4 separate regions of the Mus musculus genome follow, and regions 1, 2 and 3 are each linked to region 4. The links are chromatin contacts, called in public Hi-C and HiChIP or PLAC-seq maps. All regions are on one chromosome and are shown on one strand. Each heading gives the region's core, a stretch centred on a gene start, on an enhancer-like site or on the middle of the called end of the contact. The rest is flanking DNA. Distances are from core to core; before and after follow the strand shown.

The links. Hi-C and Micro-C count contacts between places; a contact is called where the count stands out from the background. HiChIP or PLAC-seq counts read pairs in DNA pulled down with a chosen protein or histone mark.
Region 1: a Hi-C map of bone marrow-derived macrophages shows a contact between it and region 4, with 13 read pairs. The contact joins the promoter of Medag here to the enhancer-like site in region 4. A contact is called at or near these places in 1 of 484 Hi-C or Micro-C datasets (bone marrow-derived macrophages), 2 of 115 datasets of contacts at active chromatin or transcription factors (embryonic midbrain and large pre-B cells) and 1 of 9 other capture datasets (adipose tissue).
Region 2: an H3K4me3 HiChIP or PLAC-seq map of embryonic hindbrain shows a contact between it and region 4, with 4 times the contacts expected there. The contact joins two enhancer-like sites. A contact is called at or near these places in 1 of 15 datasets of contacts at CTCF or cohesin (large pre-B cells) and 6 of 115 datasets of contacts at active chromatin or transcription factors (SST interneurons, craniofacial prominence, embryonic basal ganglia and 3 more).
Region 3: a contact with region 4 is called in an H3K27ac HiChIP or PLAC-seq map of large pre-B cells, with 4 times the contacts expected there. The contact joins two enhancer-like sites. A contact is called at or near these places in 11 of 39 promoter capture datasets (the 3T3-L1 cell line, embryonic stem cells, frontonasal cranial neural crest and 6 more), 6 of 115 datasets of contacts at active chromatin or transcription factors (cardiomyocytes, differentiating embryonic stem cells, double positive thymocytes and 3 more) and 1 of 9 other capture datasets (adipose tissue).

What each region holds. Positions count from the first base shown.
Region 1 is chr5:149,409,632-149,413,097 of GRCm38.p6, forward strand. Medag (mesenteric estrogen dependent adipogenesis) reads left to right here and starts at 2,118. Exons shown (of 5, transcript NM_027519.4): 1 at 2,118-2,624. The coding sequence starts at 2,347.
Region 2 is chr5:149,502,204-149,505,623 of GRCm38.p6, forward strand. It overlaps Gm15997 (predicted gene 15997), which reads right to left. Exons shown (of 5, transcript NR_045423.1): 2 at 1,320-1,502. It also overlaps a transcript of Wdr95 not described here. Among named protein-coding and RNA genes, the nearest start is that of Wdr95, 25 kb to the right of the region's middle. Within about 2 kb of position 1,413, at least 25 of the 459 cell types and tissues checked have an H3K27ac peak or open chromatin away from gene starts, as enhancers often do.
Region 3 is chr5:149,429,476-149,432,680 of GRCm38.p6, forward strand. It overlaps Medag (mesenteric estrogen dependent adipogenesis), which reads left to right. Exons shown (of 5, transcript NM_027519.4): 5 at 312-2,248. The coding sequence ends at 436. Among named protein-coding and RNA genes, the nearest start is that of Tex26, 8.6 kb to the right of the region's middle. Within about 2 kb of position 1,671, at least 9 of the 459 cell types and tissues checked have an H3K27ac peak or open chromatin away from gene starts, as enhancers often do. A contact at or near this core is called in pre-B cells, where this site is marked.
Region 4 is chr5:148,830,116-148,833,332 of GRCm38.p6, forward strand. No RefSeq gene overlaps it. Among named protein-coding and RNA genes, the nearest start is that of Gm36405, 22 kb to the left of the region's middle. Within about 2 kb of position 1,471, at least 51 of the 459 cell types and tissues checked have an H3K27ac peak or open chromatin away from gene starts, as enhancers often do. A contact at or near this core is called in bone marrow-derived macrophages and pre-B cells, where this site is marked.

The DNA of each region.
Region 1 (3,466 bases), core at 868-3,367, 580 kb after region 4:
TGGTAGATCTGAGTTAAGGCCGCTGTGTCACTTGAGGTTCCGTTGAAAAACTGAACCAATAAAATGAATCCCTGCTGCAAAGAGGAAGTATGATATTGACTTATGCCATATGGTTGGGGTAAAAAAAAAAAAGGCTAATCACTTTGTAGTTGCTTAGACCATGAAGCAGTGTGCCTCAGTGGTCCCAATCTGGTGCCAGAGACCTAGAGGATTCCTGGGGAGTGCTGGTCTTCAGTCCATGTTAGAAGCCAGAAGAGCATTGTTCTTATATGGAAGGAGGCAGCAGCAGCAGCAGCAGCAGCAGCAGCAGCAGCAGCAGCAGCAGCAGCTTAGAGTAGATGGATTCACCAGCAAGAATGAAAGCCAAAATAGGCAGAGCCTTCTTTCTTCCATGCACCTTCATCTTTATAGCTATCAGAATCACTGCCCATATTTGGGGTACATCTCTCCACATTAATTAAATCAAACAATTTCCAACAAACATAATCACAATCCAACCTGGTGTAGATAATCCATCAATGACGATTATCCATTCAGGTGATTCTAGGTTGTGTGAAGTTGACAATCAAAGCTGACCATCCAGGCACCCAACAGGGCCATTTAAAGCTCTGAGGCTAGAAGGCTGCCCCTGTGCCTTGATGACATCACTATTACCCAAGTATGGGCACATGAGGATGGCTAGATCTTCAGGCTGTCACCTCTTAACTATAAGCATAAGCCTTGCATTGTCTCCTGTCACTTATCCCAGCAACTCCATTTCTGAGAGGGGAGGGAGTGCAGAAAAGATGGAAAGTGTAATGGTGTGTTACCATAGTAAGAGAAAACAAAGTGATTTTAATGTTGCAGTAAAGGAAAGTCTAGACAAAGAAGAGTGCATTCCTTTGATGGAAAATAGCTTAGTGGTTTGAAATAGTTTACCAAGGCAGTGCTGTTTGAAACACAACGTGCTTCTTACCATCAAATGAAGCAAGCAGAATAAAAATTCTACAACACCTGGGGTGAGGGTGCTGGAGAGATGATGGTTCGGTGGTTATGAGGTGTGCATACATACATGCAAACACTCATACACACACACACACACACACACACACACACACACACACAAATAAAAATAACTTAAAACCTTCAAAAGTAAATGGCAAAAGTGAAATGTAGCAGAAATGCTTCTGTTTGAATCAATTAAACCCAGGCTCTATGGAGGCTCTCAGAGACAAACTGAAGATAGACTCTAAATTTTACCTCTCGGCGCTGCCTGGAGTCTCATGCCAGCTTACCGAGAGCAGAGACTCAGTCAATGTAATTGCTGGAACACATGCCTGCTCCTCTGTTAGACTACAAGTTGGATGATAACAGGGGTTGTGGTTATCCACCCACATTCTCAGGATTTAGCTTATTCTTCATCTTCTACTAGATAGGCTGGAAATAGTCATTTAATTAAATTGAAAGGAATAGTCTTTTCATCCCTCAGGAGACGTGTGAGCACGTAGCCAGAGCACTCAAATATTTATAAACTGAGCAAATTAACAGATTCTGGGACTAGGGCTGGGAAGGCCTGCTAGGGGACTTCCCGCTTGAATCCAAGCACAAAGCTGTCAAGGGGCCACCGGGCAGCGAAAAGCAAGAGGGTCAAGGTCTGGAGTGCACAGGGGATGCAGGAAAACCTTTTGGGAAAGTGGCAGGCCTTCATGGAAGGATGCTGGGTGGGAACCCGCTCCAGGAAGTGCTGAGAGAAGGAAAAGCTGGGTCATCTAGGTGGAGGTGGAGTGAGCTGCAGACAGATGAGGCATAGAATGGGGGATGTAGATACGGATGCAGCAACTCCCAGCCTAAGCTGACAGCCCCTGGGCCCCAGGTGGAGAAGTGGTCAGGAACGCTTTGTGGTACCTGAGGGATTAATCGGCGCTGAGCCAGGCCTGGGCATCTGTCGTGGGGAGGATGCTGCACCATGCAGTGTGGACCAGGCAGGGAGGGCCCCGCGCGGGGGCTGAGTGTCTGACCCGAGTGGGATGACTAAGTTAGTCTTGGCTGTGAGCAGGCGAGGTGGGAGCATGCCAAGTTATGAAACACTGATTGCTCTGCCGGAGCGGAGGAGCATCTGGGGTCCTGCCTGGGGGCCGGAGGGGCGTGCCTGGTGCCTGATAAAAGGGGCTGCGCAGCGCGGGGACCGCTTTCTCAGTGTCCTGCCTGCAGCGCTCCACAAGGGTGGGCAACCTTCAAGGTGACAAGAGGGCTCCTGAGCTACTTACTACTTGCACGCAGCCCAAGGTAGCTCGGGACAGACCACAGATTTACTCCTCCCACTTAGCGACCCTCAGGGTAGGAAGGGGACAGAGCCACAGCCTGAGTATGGCCACTGCAGCGTGCGAGCCTGTGGCCAGACCCAGCCTGACCTCCATTTCATCCGGGGAGCTGCGCAGTCTGTGGACGTGCGACTGCGAGCTGGCCCTGCTGCCCCTGTCGCAGCTGCTCCGCCTACAGCCTGGTGCCTTCCAACTGCGCGGTGAGCAGCTCCTGGTGCCCGGGCCCGGGGAACCCGCGGCCGCACGTGGGGGCTTCAACGTCTTCGGGGACGGCCTTGTGCGCCTAGAAGGGCAGCTCTATCGCCTCAGCAGCTACATCAAGAGGTAGGTGGCCACACCGTGTGCTCTAGCCTGGAGCAAATCCTCTATCTGGCTGCTGCCCTGTCTCTGGTAGACTGGGGACTGGAGATGGAGATAACCTACCTGCCACCCTACAGCCCGAACCCTCCTCCCCCCAGCCCCCAAGCAGGTAACTAGGGCGTTTTGCTGAGAATGTAGGGAGGATCGGGTGGGAAGCACACTCAGTCCCACCCAACAAGCTGGTGGCAAGTTTTTTCCATTCTGCCCTTAAACTAGGTCGGATGAGCTCAGTGTGCAGGCACAACCCTCAGGAGATGTCTTGGATGCGGATCCTCGCACCTAGCTTTAGTTATGAGCGAGAATAACTTTATGCAGCTGGAGCATGCAGATAGTTCATTTTCCCAGAGTAATTGCTCTCTCGGTGTTTCTTAAACCAAGCAACTATAGTGAAGAAGAAAAAGGGCCCCCAGAACCCCAGACCCCGTGTTGGCTCTTGGGTGAATAGACAGCTTGGGCAGAAATAAGGGCAAAGATAGCTTCGTGGTTTTTTGCAGAGCACTGTGAGACCCTGGCCTTTATCCAGTGGTCCTCAGGAGCTGTCGTGGCCAAGAGGACTCAGACGTCCATTGGTAGGCTTGAAGCTGGCAAGGATGTGGAAGCCAACTTTGATCTCAGCATTACCGGGTCACCTTGAAGGAATAGGGTACATGGCCCTCATCCATGTATAATAGGGTGCTCAGTGCCCCAGAACCAAGTGAGTCTGGAGTCTGAGCGATCCGCAGCCGGCCCGATTGTGAAGATACGATGTATTTATCACTGGGCTAGGGTGCAGCCAAAGGGCTAGACACTGCTGGTGCATTCTTCCA
Region 2 (3,420 bases), core at 163-2,662, 670 kb after region 4:
CTAAAATCCTAGGGGAGGCACATAAAGTCCAGTAGACAGGGGCACAAGTCCCGGGACAGCCAATTCTTAGGTATTTGTTCTATTTGGTTGGTTGGTTGGTTAGTTGGTTGGTTGGTAAGCTGGTTGGTTGATTAGTTGGTTGGTTGGTTGGTTGGTTGGTTGGTTAGTTAGTTGGTTGTTTAGTTGGTTGGTTGGTTTTGTTTTCTTAAACAGATCTTGCCTCAAGTGTATTAGTAAAAACAGCATAGGATGCTGGTCATCTGAAAATAGTGTGAGGTATGCCCACCACACCAGTCCATCTCTCTTTACATTGGCAGGTAGAACCCTTTTTCTATAGGGCCTTTACAGGGTTCTGGGCACACTGAGAACCTGAGCTGAAGCTAAAGCCTCTGCCGTGCTATGAACCTTGGACTTTGGTTGGTAGAGCCTATGGCCCTTACCATATAGCTTTGAATCCACTTCCCAAGCTTGGGGTGAGTGATGAAAGTGAGCCAGCTGGGTTTGCGACTGGGGCCCTTTGGCATCTTGGGCTTGACGGCCTTAGGCTTCACCAGGGCCTTGATGGCCTCTGTGGTATGCTCACTCCGTTTGCATTGCTGGCCTGCATCTTCTTCAGGCCTTTCTTGTTCTGAGACAGGGTTTCTCTGTGTAGCCCTGGCTGTCCTGGAACTCACTCTGTAGTCCAAGCTGGCGTTGAACTCAGAGATCCACCTGCCTCTGCCTCCCGAGTGCTGGGGTTAAGGGCGTGCACCACCGCCACCACCCGGCAGTGACTGAGGTTTCTTGATGCCATTTCTGTGCCAGTTTTTTGATTATTTGTGTGGTGTAGCTCTTGTGCAGACTTAGGCGTGTCTACACGGTAACCTGTGGCTCCCACAGTGCCTGGGACCAGAAGATAATGAGCAAGCATTGTTCTTAAGTGAGTCACTGTGCTCTTCCACGGTTGAGACTTTTGATTTATAAAATGAGATTAAATTATAATCCTGGTGAGAATTGAGGTGAAGGCCCACATCGTGAGGGTCAGGCATGGTACATGGCTAGAAACAACTGCCACCATTGTTGAGGTGCCCACTTCACTCCCAGACCACCTTTAGAGGAAGAGGGAAGACATAGGAAGAAAGGCAGACAGCTGGCAACAGAGCACCAGGCCCAGCTGAGAGTACCCTGCAGTAACAGCTCCCCAAGTGTGTGCTAATAATTCTAGTAATGCCCGAAAGAAGAGTTTTATACATTCCCTGGTGAAGAGAATTTCTGAAAACCAAAATGACAGAGGGCCTGACCAGTTGTCCCTTGCTCTCCAGGACAGTTTCTGCACATACCTGCAGCTGGAGTACTCGGAGCAAGCCAAGGCGGCAGCTCGGCAAGCGGAGGCCTCTCTCCTGCTGCCTGCCATTCAGCAGAGGCTGACATATGGGAGACCCGTGCTGCGCATTCTCCCTCTGCCCGATGACACCTTAATCACCCTCCGAGAAGACGGAACTATTTATTTCTGGTCCCTGCAGCTGAAGTTGAAAAGAAAGAAGCCGATTTTTGTATGTGATTTTCATTTGATAAGGATGCTGAGTGCCACGGTTTGATTTTATTTGCTATTTTAAACTGCTCCTTAAGTGGCGTGATTACATAAATTGTGCCCTTGAATATAATATATCCGCGGCAGATTCTGCGAGTCTAGGGGATGTGAATAAAATGCAAGCCCCACGAGGAGCCCGAGATAAATGCTTCTTTTTCGCTTCTAAATTCAGATGAAGTGATGAATTACGCAGGCTTCTTCAGTCATGTAATTTATCATGTGTCTTACTGAATGACAGATGGAACGGGATCCCCACCCCCTCCATGGTTGTGTCCGGGAGGCGGTTCTGCTAAGGTTTTCCATCAGAATCACTAATCAGAAACTCAGAAGCCAGCATGCATTTGGGAAGTGTTATTAGGAGAAAGAATGTCCAGCCCGTTTCTGCCCACCCCCTACCCATCTCATTCAACAAACATTTGAGCTCCTGTGGTAAAACAGGCTCTGTGCTGGGTGCTGAAGACAGAACGAGGACAGAACGTGCAGGCTCTGCCCCCAGGGAGCTTAGAACTAGAAGTTACAACTAAACTTCTCAGCCCCTTCTAGGGGAGAGCATTGAATTAGCTCTTCTAATGTACCAAGTTCCTCCCCTTGAAAGAAAAAATCAATTAAAGAAAACTATGGGGGTTGGAGAGATGACTCTGTGGTTAAGAGCACTGACAGCTCCTCTGGAGGACCTGAGTTCCATTCCCAGCACCCACATGGTGGCTCACAACCATTTGTATCTCTGAGGGGACCAGATGCCCTCTTCTGGCATCTGAGCCCCCCAAACACGCATGTAGTGCCCGTACATATATACATGCAGACCAACACTCATGCACGTGAGACAAAAGTAGACTCTTTTCAGTAAAAATGAAATAAGTTTAAATTAAATAAATATAGGTTTTTAAAGGCATATACATTTGTTTATTTTCACCTCTCAATTCTGTAGGGCAAGTCCACCAGCCGGAAGTCCCGCTGGGTGACAGACATTGTCAGCATGCCACAGTACAACAAAGTAATCGTTGGAACTGGGTAAGTACGCAAGCAAAAAGTGAGCAGTCGTGGTGTGAAGAGATGCAGCTCCGTGCCTGGGGTCACACAAGCACACACATTTGCAGTGTGAGGCCAGCGTTGGAGTCTTAAAGCATTAGAGCCCATGTGTGTAAACAGAGGTACACTTTGTGTGGCTTCATGCCGAGAGCTTAGAGGATGCTGTCTTGTAGAAAAGACTTCCGGAACCAAGGAAGGGCCACGGGAGGAAAATTAGTCTGAGTACTTTTCAAGCATACTTTATTTGGATTAAATGGTATATTTGTTTTCTTATTCATCTAAATTGAGTCTTGACTGCACTGGACTAACTCACAGGGCAAAGTACACAGCAGGAACATGGACGCTGCTGCTGCTGCTGCTGCTACTGCTGCTGTGGCAGTGGGGTGGTGGCCACGGTGGCAGAGTGAGGTCCACAGGGCTCCTGCTTGCAAAGGGCTCCAGCTCACGGGAGTGTGAACTCAGATTGCAGAGGGAGGGTGGAAGCTGAAGACTCCTTATACTTTAGGGTGTGGCTACAGTCCAGGGGCAGGTGGAAGGGTTCCCGTGACTCCACCTACCGTACAAGCCCCTCACCGCTGAAAACCCTCTCCACGACTCTCTTTCACAAGTCCCTGGTGACCAAGCCAGCTCAGTCAGCCAAAGAGGGTCTCAAGGAAAGGAGGGAGGATTGAAAAGAAAATGACAATTAGACAGCATTATAACATGACTCCAGCCAGTGCCGAGGCTGAAGTGGGGTTTAGTTTTCTCCAGCCAGTTTTTATACCATTCTAGGTACTTGCAGAGAACAGGGTCAGTTCATAGACAAAGACATCAAAGACAAA
Region 3 (3,205 bases), core at 421-2,920, 600 kb after region 4:
GAGTCTCATTATGTAGCCCTCCCTGGCTAGCCTGAAACTTGCTGTGTAGACCAGGCTGGCCACAAACTCACAGAGATCCACCAACCTCTGCCTCCTGAGTGCTGGGATTAAAGGTGTGTGCCATCACACCCAGCCAACAGTCATAGCACAGATAAGCAGAAATCAATGCACTTCTGCTTAGTTTTTGAGTGTCCCCGTGGAAGCCAGGATTCCCTGCTAATTGCTGAAATGGCTGTTTTGGATGAGTTTCAGAGACACTCTTTCTTTCTGTAGTGATGGTTAAATGAATGCCTTATTTACTGTGTTTTTAGGTTCAATAGATGACGTTTTCAACTGCAATCTGTCACCCAGATCATCGGTTACAGAACCACTTTTGGCAGAATTCTCATTTCCAAGTCTTCTGGAATGTGAAGAGACATCCAGCCAACTTATCTGATTGGTCTGAACATTCAAGCTGTCGCCCTTTGGGGGTCTGTGGCACACAGTGGGTTAAAGGGGTAAAAGAAGGCAGGGAGTGGACATTTCTATCCCTTTGCCAGCCTCTGGCCCTCCAAGGTTCTATAGAGGACCCCCTTTCCCATCCCTAGGCACTGGCAGGCCCAGTGGCTTCCGTCAAGGTTATGATTATGGGATGGAAGGATTTTGTCTCTGTGGCATAGGGTGTCATTGACATTGAACACTTCTCTGAGGAATTTTCAGGGGTAACCAAGCACCCATGAACTTTGCTTAGTACCCTGGCACTCTGAAGACCCTCCTGGCAACCTCTGTGGGAGGCATCTGACTGGGATGCTAACCTGTGATGTATCCTGGATCACAGAATGGCCCTCTGCAGCCAGCAGCCCCAGCAAGCCTTGGGGCTAAACTCTTCTCTTGCAAATATGTCAGGTAAAGCCAGTACTGATATTTCCCTGGGAAACAAATCTGATGTCCAACCTGCCACTGGAATGAACATTCAAGATACTGGCTGCTGAAGGATCTCTGCAGGCCACCAGGATGAGCCCTCCCTGAAATGTAAAGCCAGGTGGGGTGCCAATCAACCAGTGACAAGGGAGGGTCCTCCTCCCTACAGGTACACCGTAGTAGTTGGTGTTTGAAATACACTTTAACAATCTTAATATGAGAAAAAGAGCCCAGGGAAACTAAGCCATTACCATGGTACACTGGACATCAGGGCGCTTTCTGCCCCACAGCTCCAGTGGGATTCACTGAAAGGGGAAAAAAATGATCCAATCCACATATAAAAGTTTGCGTGAGTGGCCGGGCCTGGTGCCTGTAATTCTAGCACTCGGGAGGTGGAGGAAGTAGAATGAGGAGTTCAAGACCACCCTTGGCTACATCAGGAGTTCAAGGCCAACTTGCTCTGTTACTACAGGAGACTGTCTAATAAAAACAAACCTGCATCATTGCACATGTAAATTTGCACCTATACTCATAAGAAGGCAGATTTATGGGCCCCTAGTGGCATCTTTTCTGTCCTTCTAAAAACATATTCCCACACTACATATTTTGATAGCAAGGTTGATGGCCAGCCATTTGTATCTGAGATGCTACCTAGTACATATGCACAATTAAAAGTTTTCTTAGCGTTCAACTTGTAATGGATTTAATTTGTGGCTAAAAAAAGGTACAGGGTAGCCCCTTGAGGTCTGTGGGTGGTGTGGTTGCTCTGTGGAACACTAAGAATGGGAGGGTTGTGGCTTTAACAGCTGCTACCTCAAGAAGGGACTTAGAGAGAGAAGCCATAGAGTATTTGGAGAAAGAAAATGAAGGTTGAGAAGGAGAAAAGAAAGTGTCACTTCGTCATAGGAGGATAAATATGTTATTAAATTCAGTAAAAAGGAAAATAATAAATTCTAACCGGTTCTCCAATCAGCAGAAATAAACCTTGGGTACACAGCAAGAATTAAACTCTTCCCAAAGGAAATAAAAACTATTCATAACATTGACAATTTTCTTTTGAAACTGAACTGAGAAAATAGTCAGTAATCACCCCAGGAAATGGACTGAAGATCTGGGAAGTTAATTTCATCATTAAGATGTCTTAGTTGGGCTGGAGAGATGGCTCAGCAGTTATTAGCATTGACTGCTCTTCCAGAGGTCCTGAGTCCAATTCTCAGCAACCACATGGTGGCTCACAATCATCTGTAATGGGAATCCGATGCCCTCTTCTGGTGTGTCTGAAGACAGCTACAGTGTATTCACATACATTAAATAAATAAATAAATCTTAAAAAAAAAAAAGTCCTACTAACAGGCATTGTGGGTCCCTTGTTTAAAAAAATCTTTTTTTAGTTGATCCAAAAGTTAAAACACACTGGATGATAGTGTATCTTATTGACAAATATTTCAAATTAAGATTGGCAAATCTATAAATTGGTGAAAACTCTTCCTGGCTGAAAGAGGCTCCAAACTGGACATGCACATGGCCTGGTGTGGACAACCGGCATGTAAGAATAGTACAAAGTCTGTAGGATGACTGTCTTACACAGGGTTTCTATTCCTGCACAAACATCATGACCAAGAAGCAAGTTGGGGAGGAAAGGGTTTATTCGGCTTACACTTCCATACTGCTGTTGATCACCAAAGGAAGTCAGGACTGGAACTCAAGCAGGTCAGAAAGCAGGAGCTGATGCAGAGGCCATGGAGGGATGTTCTTTACTGGCTTGCATCCCCTGGCTTGCTCAGCCTGCTCTCTTATAGATCCAAGACTACCAGCCCAGAGATGGTCCCACCCACAAGAGGCCTTTCCCCCCTTGATCACTAATTGAGAAAATGCCTTACAGCTGGATCTCATGGAGGCATTTCCTCAACTGAAGCTCCTTTCTCTGTGATAACTCCAGCTGTGTCAAGTTCTCACACTGTACAATGGCTTTACGGCTTGTGGTCACCCAAGCTCCTATTGATACTTTATCAGCAGTCACCTGATCTTGCATCTTGATTAGCATATATTAACTACACATACTGATGATGGGTTTCATGATAATTTCATACATGTCCACAATGTGTTTCAATTATATGCACTTGCCTCCCCTGTTACCTGATAACCCTTCTACTCCTTCTAATTCCATGGTTGTTTTCTGAGAATTTCTATCTGGGGACAGTGACTTTTTCTAGGGCTCCATAGCTGCCATGGCCTTCGTGACACTGAGATCCAGAAGGCCTCAGGAAGGTCCAAGGTCTGTGGTGGCCCATTCCATGTGCCTGCA
Region 4 (3,217 bases), core at 221-2,720:
ACAGTATCAGCTTCAGTTCCTGCCTTAGGTTCCTGCCCTGACCCCTCTCAATGATGGAGTGACATACAAGAGAACGGTGCAGTCAACCCTTTCTCCCCGAGCTGTTTTTGATCAGCACATTTTATCACAGCAACGGGAAAGTCAATTGGATCACTTGTTTCATTTCATCGTCCAAAATGTTCAAGTGATTTCAAAAGTGGTTGGGGGTCTCTGGTCTGCAAGATAAGCCCTTTAAAGGGCATTCTAAGCCTTGCCACCCTCCGTAAGTCTGAGTCTCTTAGTGTAAAGGATAACGTGAGTCTGTGCTGCACTTCCTTAGTAATTAGCACACTGTGCTACAATTCTGACAAAGCCCATGTATTTTGACTCAAATTATGAGTGTTGTGCAAACTGCACAAACTCCAAGAAAACAAGGCACATTGATATTAGGAGGGTGCAGAGCTCATTGATCTTAGGAGGATGCAGAGCTCATTGATCTTAGGGGCGGATGCAGACATTGTTGCGAAGCAGGAGCTCCTGGACCAGGCTTGAGGGCCGCCTTAAGGCAAGATCCCTAAATCCTTTGCCTTTAGTTGCTTCATCGGTCCAACGGGATTAGAAAGCTTGCTGGGTTGCTGTGTAGACGGAAGTTGTCAGTATCTGTGGGCACCGTGTTTGGTGCAGGGGTGAACTTAGGAAAAGAAAAGGCATTGAAAACTTCCTGAGCACCTAGTGACTCGTTAATAGCCTGTGACAAAACATGGCTTTTTTTTTTTTTTTTTTTTTTTTAAATAATGAAAGAAGAAAACAGTCACTGGTGTTCATTGATACTGGGGCTAGTTTATTTTTCCATCTCAAAACCAGGGTTGGTCAGGGAGGAGAAAGAGTGGGGAAGGTTTAAGCAAATAATAGCCCAAAATGTCTGAATAAAATTTTGCAAAGAAAAAAAATATAAAATTTTCTTCCCAAGGACGGCAGTTGGGCAACACGGGAGCGATTTTCTGCTTGGTCTTGTTCTCAAGACAAACACAGCGCCAAGTGGAAATCTTCATTTCCTCACTCGGGGAGAGACAAACGGGTCTGTCTGTCTATTAAGTCTTTCAAATCTGTGACCACAGACTGCAGGCAGAAGACAAGGAAGCAGAAGCTTGGTTGAGTTGGGCAATTGCTTGAAAAGCATCTCTGTGGGAGAGCAAGGCTCCCGGGGCAAAACGTGCTCTAGGAACAAAGCCCTCTCCCAGGGGAAGCGCAAGGGGCTGTAGTCCTTCAAGGGCTGGGGAGACAGAGGGCGGACCAACCCTAATAGCCAGGGAAATATGGAAGGAGGGACTCTGGCAGACGCTACAGTGTCTGTTTGGGTCTTTACCACTGCTAGTGGCCTTGATCCCTTTCACGCAGGATTTAAATGAGTCCAGATCCCAGGGCCCCCTCCTCCTATTCTTGGCCTAACGCACAGTGAAAATGAAAGCTCACTTGCTCAACATCCCAGGGGAAGCGCTGAAGCCACATGAATTCATTTGAGCACAAACTGAAGCTTGCCCATTCAAACGGCAAACACCATTTACTTCGAGTTTATTTATTTAAGAGAGAGCTTTTGAAATTTAATGTCATACTTCCCTGCTCCCTTTTCTGCCAGGAGATGGTTCCGAGATGAGCAGAGCGAAGGTAGAGGGTGGAGAGGGGCGCTCAGTAGCACCCCCTGCTGGTTGGTTGTTTTGTTGGCTTGCTGCTGGGTCGGCAGTGTGGATATTGCTGATGGAGAGACTCAGTGAGGAGATATGGAGAGGTCGTCGCCCACGCTGTTGGCGTCTGCAGTTTCTGTCCCTGCCACGCTAAGCAAGAGGCCACTATTGATCCTTTCTTATACCCACTCATGCTCATTGAAAGCTCGTGGCTTTAAACACCATTCATACGCTCAGGCTTTTCCTTAGCGACAGACTTGTTTGTCCACCCGCTAGAAGGCGCCACAAGGATACTGGATGCAAACTGCGTGCTTCCAGGCTCAGCACCTGCCCTTGCTAAGTCCGACTTCCTCTCCCGACTCTTTCGGACAGTGAAGGCAACTCCTTCATTTCCACATCTTGGGTTCACCCCTGACCATCTTAATTCTCCACGCACTAGCCCACGTGATCAGCAGCCCCGTGACCTTACCTTTAAAATACACTCAGAGGTCGATGGCTGACCACTTGCTCCCAGCCACTACCTCAGCGTAGCCACCACTGGCCTCTTTCCAGGTTGTTACCTATTTGGCTTCCCGGGTTCTTGTCTCTCTGATATACAAATCCATCCCGAAAGCAAACTCCCCTGTTAGTCTCACATGGTTTGAATAGTCTCACATGGTTTGAAGCCTCTGGTTTCTCCGACCTCGTCGCAGTTAGCTTTCCTGTCCACTTGCAGCTCTGATTCAGGAGCCCTGCGAGTCCCCTTCCCTCTGTATACGATGGCGGTCACCTGGGTTAGCTCCTGACCCAACCTGGGCTCCTGGTGCTGCTCAGATATCCTTATCTCCTGAGGATTAAATACCTAGATACTTTCTCTAATCATCTTCACTACCCATCTGAATTAGGGTTCTCTAATGGAATGGAACTGATAAAATCAGTGTGTGTGTGTGTGTGTGTGAGAGAGAGAGAGAGAGGGGGGGGGGATAGAGAGAGAGAGAGAGCACCTGTGCGCCCACTAAAGGAAAGTCCAAGAATTCCGTAGTTGTTCCCTCCACGAGACAGGAAGTTTCAGTGTCCTTACCTGGTGCTGGAATCTGATAAGTTATTTCTCTGCCAGTAAAATGAGCCACTTCAAGCCAGATATATATATGTATATGTGTATGTATATGTATGTATGTATGTATGTATGTATGTATGTATGTATGTATGAAGCAGGTTTATTGAGACACTGCTCTTGGACGAGTTCACTAGCCCCAAGAAAAGAGGCCTTCAAGGAAACATGCAAGCTGTTCACACAGATACGGTCAAGAATTGGCTCACACTCATGTGCTCTCTCTCCCTTCTCTCCTCTCCTCTCTCTCTCTCTCTCTCTCTCTCTCTCTCTCTCTCTCTCACACACACACACACACACACACACACACACACACACACATACACAGAGACATTCACTCACACATACATGTTCAAATACACATTTTTCCCCCAAAGGAAAATCTCAGACCAATAATTTAGCCTTCTACTTTAAGAAAGCTAAAAGAGGGGAAAAGGAAGGAAGGAAGGAAGGAAGGAAGGAAGGA